Regions from separate parts of the Gossypium arboreum genome. Here region 2 is linked to region 1. Evidence: chromatin contacts called from public Hi-C data. All regions are on one chromosome and are shown on one strand. The core of a region is the stretch at or near the end of the contact, and the rest is flanking DNA. Distances in the headings are between cores, read along the strand shown. Region 1 holds the start of LOC108484599 (probable L-ascorbate peroxidase 6, chloroplastic/mitochondrial). Region 2 overlaps LOC108484463 (IAA-amino acid hydrolase ILR1-like 6).

What was found. Hi-C and Micro-C count contacts between places; a contact is called where the count stands out from the background.
Region 2: a contact with region 1 is called in a Hi-C map of leaf, with 4 times the contacts expected there. The contact joins the enhancer-like site here to the promoter of LOC108484599 in region 1. A contact is called at or near these places in 3 of 5 Hi-C or Micro-C datasets (all in leaf).

Annotation. Positions count from the first base shown.
Region 1 is chr6:135,567,316-135,571,068 of ASM2569848v2, reverse strand. It overlaps LOC108484599 (probable L-ascorbate peroxidase 6, chloroplastic/mitochondrial), which reads right to left and starts at 1,733. Exons shown (of 12, transcript XM_017788447.2): 1 at 1,362-1,733; 2 at 1,103-1,249; 3 at 459-579; 4 at 274-374; 5 at 107-194. The coding sequence starts at 1,526.
Region 2 is chr6:135,629,061-135,632,929 of ASM2569848v2, reverse strand. It overlaps LOC108484463 (IAA-amino acid hydrolase ILR1-like 6), which reads left to right. Exons shown (of 5, transcript XM_017788254.2): 3 at 1,279-1,593; 4 at 1,686-1,814; 5 at 1,895-2,590. The coding sequence ends at 2,260. Among protein-coding and RNA genes, the nearest start is that of LOC108484463, 4.8 kb to the left of the region's middle. Within about 2 kb of position 2,054, at least 2 of the 2 cell types and tissues checked have an H3K27ac peak or open chromatin away from gene starts, as enhancers often do. A contact at or near this core is called in leaf, where this site is marked.

The DNA.
Region 1 (3,753 bases), core at 484-2,983:
CAATGGATTGTATGCCTCAAGTTTCCAGTTACATTTCTTAATTTAGGAATCTCCCCACAATTTAAATTGACATGAACAATCATGCACCATTATAAGGTTCACTTGCCAGGTAGCCTGCCCTCCTCAGGACACTCATTAGGACCGGAGACATCCACCCTTCCATATTTCATGGGAATTTTGGGTCCTCCAGCCTCCTGAATTACATGTCGATTCTTAGTACAACTACAAAATCAATCAAAAAGATATACATTCAAGAGTAACAGCAAGCAAGACCTCAATAGCAGTAGCACTAGCCAACTGGAACAAATCAGCAAAAGTTACATCAGAGTACTTGTCCTTGATAGGCTGAATAAGACTCAATGCATTCACTAGGCCTGAAACAAAAGATAATGAGACAACAGTGCTACCAATTACCAACTAACTAATTACATTGTATAAGTAGACAAAGAACATGTTACCAGCATTGGCGGCATGTTTTAGCTCTACTTCAAACCTAAGACTTCCATTCGCTCCACCCCTTTGTGGCCATTCCTCAATGTTCTTGTTGTAGGTACCAGCATCATGCCATCCTAGGCGAACCTGAAGTTTATAAAATCAAATTTCAAGTATATGAAAATAAACATCGTTTATCCTCGGCTAAAACTAAGCACAATATACATGTTTTAAAAGAAAATGATGAATGATCTTGTAAATATGCACACTCACTGACTCTCAGTTTTTCTCTCCTCTTGGCATTGGAATTTGAAATTATTTGTTTCTATGTATTAGAGTGAAAAATAATCACCCTCATGTTTTCTTGCTCATGGCTTTACTTTTCTACCTAACATACTCAAAATTCTTTTTTTTTTTTTTTAACTTCTCCACCTTTCTCTTTTCATCCTTTCACTCTACATATTATTAATGCTGCTTAAACTGAAACCACCCTTAATGCTCTACCTAAACTACTAATAAGTACTTCATTTCTTCAAATATGAAATAAAATTCATTAAATTCAAACATTTATTCGCAATATACCGAGAAATCTTTCTTCTATGCTAAAAACTCAAAGAGCATAGCGACATTATTCCCAAGAAAGAAAGAACAAGAATTAAGACATTAATACCAGAATAGGATGGCAGAACTGAGAGTTGAGAAGTTGCTTGAGATCTTCTCTAGCACTCTTCAACTGATCAGGATTCGAAGCTGCACATTTCGGACTTGCAACTGTGCCGAATCCTCTGCTACTCGACACATTAACTGCCGATCTCCTCTATTTTATGAACAAAAAACAAAATTAACTAAAAAGAATAAGAACATTTATATAAAAAATAAAAAAAATAAAAAGAAAGAAAGAACTAGGAAATGTGAAAGGAGGAATTAACCTGGTGGGAAGAGAAATGAGAAGATGGAGAGAAAGCGAAGGGCTTAAAAGAGGAAGAGAAAGAAAGGAGAGAAAAAGAGGTGGGGGGATGGAGAGAAAGTCGAACTCCGGGGGAGGAAGATGCTAAGATTCGAGAAGAGGCGGTGGTGCCTAGAGACGAAGTCATTGGCCGACGGAAGCTGCGGTGGTTGAGGAGGTTGTGCGCGACGGCGAACGACAGTTAGGAGCTTTTCAGTAATAGTTTTCACTTTCAGCTGATCTGTGATAATGGCTGTGCCATTTGGCTCTGCGCTTTGTCTCCAATTGTTTTGGATTAAGAAGTCGTTATTTTGGACCAATAGCAAGCCCCCAAATCCAAAAAAAAAAAAAATTGCTCTCCAAACGGTTTTGGTAACATCCGATGCATTAAAAACTATGAAAAATTACCTCAAAATCATTAAATTATTAGTAAATTTATGTTTTAGTTATTTAACTTTAAAAGGATACAAAATAGTCATTGAATTATCCAAAAGTTTTATTTAAGTCATTAGACTATTAAAATCATTGTTGCATGGCTTTTTCTGCTCACACGACTTACATTAATCAAAAACTCCTATTCCCTTTCTCTTCTCTAGCTCAATTTTTTTCATAAAACAAATTTGAAAGTTACGAATCTGCAAACCAAAATCTAAACAGCTGTATTATCCAATCTCCGACACTGATCATCGAATTAACTTGAATCTAAAGTATGTTCTACTCGTCGATGAGTGTCAATCCACTATACCAATCATCAAATTGTCGTTTAGAGCTTGCTACCCAAATTTTTTTTAAAAAAAGAAACTTATCAGCCCAGTTACTTAAATAAAAAATTTTGAATAGTTCAATAACTTAAAATGAAAATTTTTGAATAATTTAGTGACCATTTTGTAACTTTTTGAAGCTGAGTGGCCAAAACGTTAAAGGGTAATGACAAAAATTTCATATAAACTATTTTTTTATACTATGCCTAAAATTACTCATAACTCATCTCCAATCCATAAATAGAAGAACAATGCACTTTAGCGTACTCAGACTCATCCTCCTGCATTAGCAACAATGCCTATGCTAATCAAACTAAGATTCAATAGACTATTTTTCTTATAAATTTAAATTTATCAATTTCATTTTTAATTTGTTTTTCGTTTCTTTTCTTAATTTTCTTCTAAATTTAAATTTAAATTTTCCAAGACACCCACCTTTTTATTTTAAAGCTAAAAAAATTGTCAATCAAGTTTATCTCCTTCCTAATTAAAATTTTTATTCAAATATAAATAAAATTCAACAAAAAAATGTCATTCGTCCATTAACTTTAACAATTGATCATTAAAGAATAGCTGTCCCTCATTTTTTTCAGTTAATGTCATCTTGTGTCACAACTATCTGCGTGACATGTGGCAAAAAAATATAAAAAAATAAAAATCAATAGAACTTATACAAATTATTAAATTTTAACAAAAATATTTACAAATTAGAAAAAATTGTAAAATTTTATAAAAATCATAAAAAAATTATAAAATGCATCAAAAAGGGTCTTTAACCATTAACTTTAACTGTTGACCATTAAAGTGAATGACCCCCAGTTTTTTTCCAGTTGAAGTCATCATATGTAGCAACACAATGTGACATATGACAAAAATGATAAAATTAAAAATCAATAAAGTTATAGAAAAATTATAAAATGCTTCTTTTAGTACGATAATTTTATATTTTTTACAAATTTTAAATTTCTTTACTTTTTTATAATTTTTTACGATTTTACAAAATTTTATATATTTTTTCTATATTTCTATATATTTTATAATTTTTATGATTTTATAAAATTTTACAATTTTTTATAATTTTTTCTAATTTTAATTTTAAATATTTTTTATTAAATTTAATCATTTTATAACTTTTATTGATTTTTATTTTTATCATTTTTGCCACATGTCACACTATGGTTGTGACACATTATGACTTTAATTGAAAAAAATTAGAGGCGATTTAAGTATCTAATTTAGTGCAAAAAAAAACATGGGTTTAATTACTTTTTTGAAAAAGTTTTAGTGCCTTTTATGCATTTTAAAAGTTCAAGTACCCAATTGAGTGTAAAAAAACCATAGGCTTAACTACTATTTTTTTTAAAAAGTTTGAAGGTCTTTTTGATGCATTGTGAAAGTTCAAGTACCTAAGTAAATAAAAAAACAAAAGTAGAGACTTAATTTTTATTTTTAAAATTTGAGGGTTTTTACACCTTTAAGTCTATATAATTTCTTTTATTTTAGAAGGAGACATTTGCATATCCACACTCAAATCAACAAAATATTTTATTTTCCAAGGTTTCTGAAAGAAACTAGTATCACTAGATAGAGTAAAAACACTAACAACTTTTATCC
Region 2 (3,869 bases), core at 805-3,304, 62 kb before region 1:
CCAGCTCTCATGTCACAACACAAATACTCTTATTGCTAAGCCAAGAGATTGTTGGCAAGCATATATTCTTATAGTTATCACTTTACAACCTATTAAATAATAACGTATCATTCAAAATAAAATTCTTAATAAGATCTAAAATAAAATTAAGTAGATTAAATTTTTTTTTAAAAAAAAAGAAGATATCATGTTATTTTTAGTTTATTGAGTAGATAAAATTATAAACCCTACAATGCATCAAATATTAGCTTAAAGAAATATGTTTTTAATTAAAGCATGATAACTTACTTTCCATCCTATGCCTACCTTTATACATGGGAAGGAATCTTGATCAAGGACATAAAGTTGTGTGGAAGAAGAATAAAATTTTCCCTAATGTTTTGTTGTACATGTTGATAGAAATTCCTGCAAGTCATAGTTAAAGCTTGTTGAAAAAGACAGTATATCAATAAGATATATTCTTTCTCTGGATTCATGGCTGTGTATATATTCGTATTGAATACGGATACAGTCCAAATACATACAGCTGGATGGATATTCATATATTATGTCTCCAGACTGTGACATAAACCTAAGTTGCTTGCTCAATAATGTCCAATCTTTGTCCTCATTTGTATAAAATCATTATTTTATGTTTTCTCTTTTCCTTCCATCTAACCACGTGTGGTTAATTTGGTTTTTTATCAATCAAACCAACATTTAATATTATAAAAATCAATCAATATTTAACTATTGTTACATTAAAAAAATATCTGCATTTTCTATGAACAATTTGTTTGGTCGTGGGAAGCTTTAAGAAGAAGACAAAATGGGATAATTTATTTATACAACACTAGCAGGTTTTATTTTATTTTCAATTTTTACTTTACGCATGCTTGCTATTTGTTTTTGTTATTATTATTTCTCAAATAAATTGTTTTATTCACTTAATTATTAAAAATTATAAAAATAATTACTTAATTATTAATAACAATAATAAAATATTACAAAAGATAATTCAACTATTCAATGTTTGTTTTTTCCATTATCAGCTGGTTAACATAAATTTGAAAAATCCAAAATTCAAAGATTATTGAGTGATAAAAAGGCAAAAATAAATAATTAAAAAACTATTTTATAATTTTTTATAATTGGGTGAAAAAATTTATTAGTGTAATTTACTACTAATAATGACCAAAATTCTAATATTTCTATCATAGTATTTCTATTTTCTACCGTATTTGTTCGTATTATTCCTTTTAAGTAATATGTTTAATTAAATATACTTTGGGTGTCTAGGGAACTGTGATAGTGATCTTTCAGCCGGCAGAGGAAGCCGGAAATGGTGCTAAGCGGATGATCGGAGATGGGGCATTGGAAAACGTAGAGGCCATTTTTGCAGTCCATGTATCCCACGAACACCCCACGGGTATTATCGGCTCAAGGCCTGGTCCTCTTCTTGCCGGCTGCGGCTTCTTTCGAGCTGTTATCAGTGGAAGAAAAGGCCTTGCCGGCAGCCCCCATCACTCCGTCGACCCAATCTTGGCTGCATCAGCTGCCGTAATTAGTTTACAGGGAATTGTTTCTCGTGAATCAAATCCATTAGATTCCCAGGTCTGAGTTTTGTTTTATAAATTTCTCCAACTTCCAAAACATGGGGAAATTTTTTTAAACTTGTTTAAATCTTGTAATGCAAATGCATGCAGGTCGTCTCGGTCACTTCTTTCAATGGAGGCAATAATCTTGACATGATCCCTGAAACGGTGGTCATAGGAGGTACTTTCAGGGCTTTCTCCAACGCCAATTTTTACAATCTTCTCCAAAGAATCGAAGAGGTTCGTCGCAGTTTTCACTTTTAGATTTGGAGTCCTTATTTTCACAATTCTAACATTCTTCGACATGGAAACACACACAGGTAATCGTCGAACAGGCCAATGTTTTCCGATGTTGGGCGACGGTCGATTTCTTTGAAAAAGAATCAACAATCTATCCCCCAACAGTGAATGACGACCGTATGTACGAGCACGTAAAGAAAGTGGCCACTGATTTGCTAGGACCACCAAATTTCAGGGTGGTCCCTCCAATGATGGGTGCGGAGGACTTCTCCTTTTACTCCCAGGTAGTTCCGGCAGCTTTCTACTACATCGGCGTAAGAAACGAGACCTTGGGATCGACACACACCGGTCACTCGCCGTATTTCATGATCGACGAAGATGTTCTTCCCATTGGTGCTGCGGTTCATGCCACCATTGCTGAAAGGTACCTCAACGAGCATGGCTGAAAAGGAAAGAGGCTTTATATCTGTGGTTTATTTATCCCCAACTGGGTTGAGCACTGATTATTGAGAGAATTGGCAATGCATGTGCTCTGGTGATTTTGATCATAGTTAGGGTGGTGGAAAGGGCAAAGGTTTTCAACTTTTGGCGATGTAAAGAACTGAGCAGAGGATGCCATGCTCTGCTCTTTGAACTTGTAACAGTGTTAAATGTTTCAATTAATGCTACTTTGCGTTCAACTCTATTTCTGTTCAGAGCATTAAGATGCTTTAACCAGGCAAATATTTTATGATTTATTTAATGCAACCGACTATATTACCTCGGTTAAGATGAAATTTGGTAGTGATTGGCTGTAAGGAGATGGGCTCTGGGCTCGGGGTATCTCAGGTCTTCTTTTCTTTTTTTTGGGCTCCTTCCAATGTATTTCTTCTCCCTCGTATGAAGCTTATGAATAGAGAGAAAAAATTTAGACATTCAAAAAAAGAAAAAGAAAAATTGAGCATTGTTTGAATCATGGAAATTTAAATATGAATTTATTGTAAAAATACTATTCAATTTTAACTCTATTGGTATGGATATTGTTGTGAATGTAGAAGGATACAGATTTAAGTGTGTTGAAACTCATTATCTCCTATTTATAAGTTTGAGAAGGGGTTATGAATAATTTTAGGCATTGTTTAAAAAATAGTCAGATATAGTCCTAACCTATAATGAGATTGTCAACAAATATTATTATTATTTTTAAGTTGCTTTCAAGTGATTTCAAATTTCTTTATGATATGAATATTTTATTAAGTGGATGTCCATTAACATTAACATAAGTTTTGATGTACTTTAAATTCTAATAGTTATTATAAGTATATTTGTATTTCTTATGTCTACAAATAGAGACTTTGGAGAAGCTTTATAAATATTCTTATTGATTAATAAGATACGCTCTCTTTTGCTCTTTATTTTCTTTGTTCTTTACTCTTTGTCTATTTATGCTACTTTCTTTATAATTTTATTTTTTGTTAGTTAGTTAGTGATAAAAATAAGGCTTAATGACAAATTTGGCCACTAACGTTTATATGTTTTATCAAAATTGTCCTAATTGTATTTTTGAGCCTTTTTTTTTTTGCCATCAACCTTTATTCTTTCTTTTTTTCAAATTCCTTTTTTAAATAGATTTGATGAAAGTACTGTTAAAAAAGTTAACGGATGATGTGGAATTTCATATGTGGAATATTTTTAATGAGATGTAATTTATTACTTAGATAACCAAATAAAATAATTACGTGTGGAAAATAAATAAATAATTCACAATTTTAAAAAATAGCTCTTAATTTAAAGAAAATAAACATAATTATTTAAAGAAAATTTCAAAATGAATGCACACCTTTAGTATTTTCGGTTTGATTTATTAATTATCTTTTGAATCCTCTCAGTAAATAAACGTATGAATTAATTTTGAAATATTTTTAGATGATTTATTAATCATGTATAATTTATTTATTTTATTATTTTTCACATGTAAAATAATAAATTATATCTTATTAAAAATATTTCATATCATTCCGTTAAATTTTTAACGGTAATTTCATTAAATCTAGACAAATGATTGTTCATATTCAA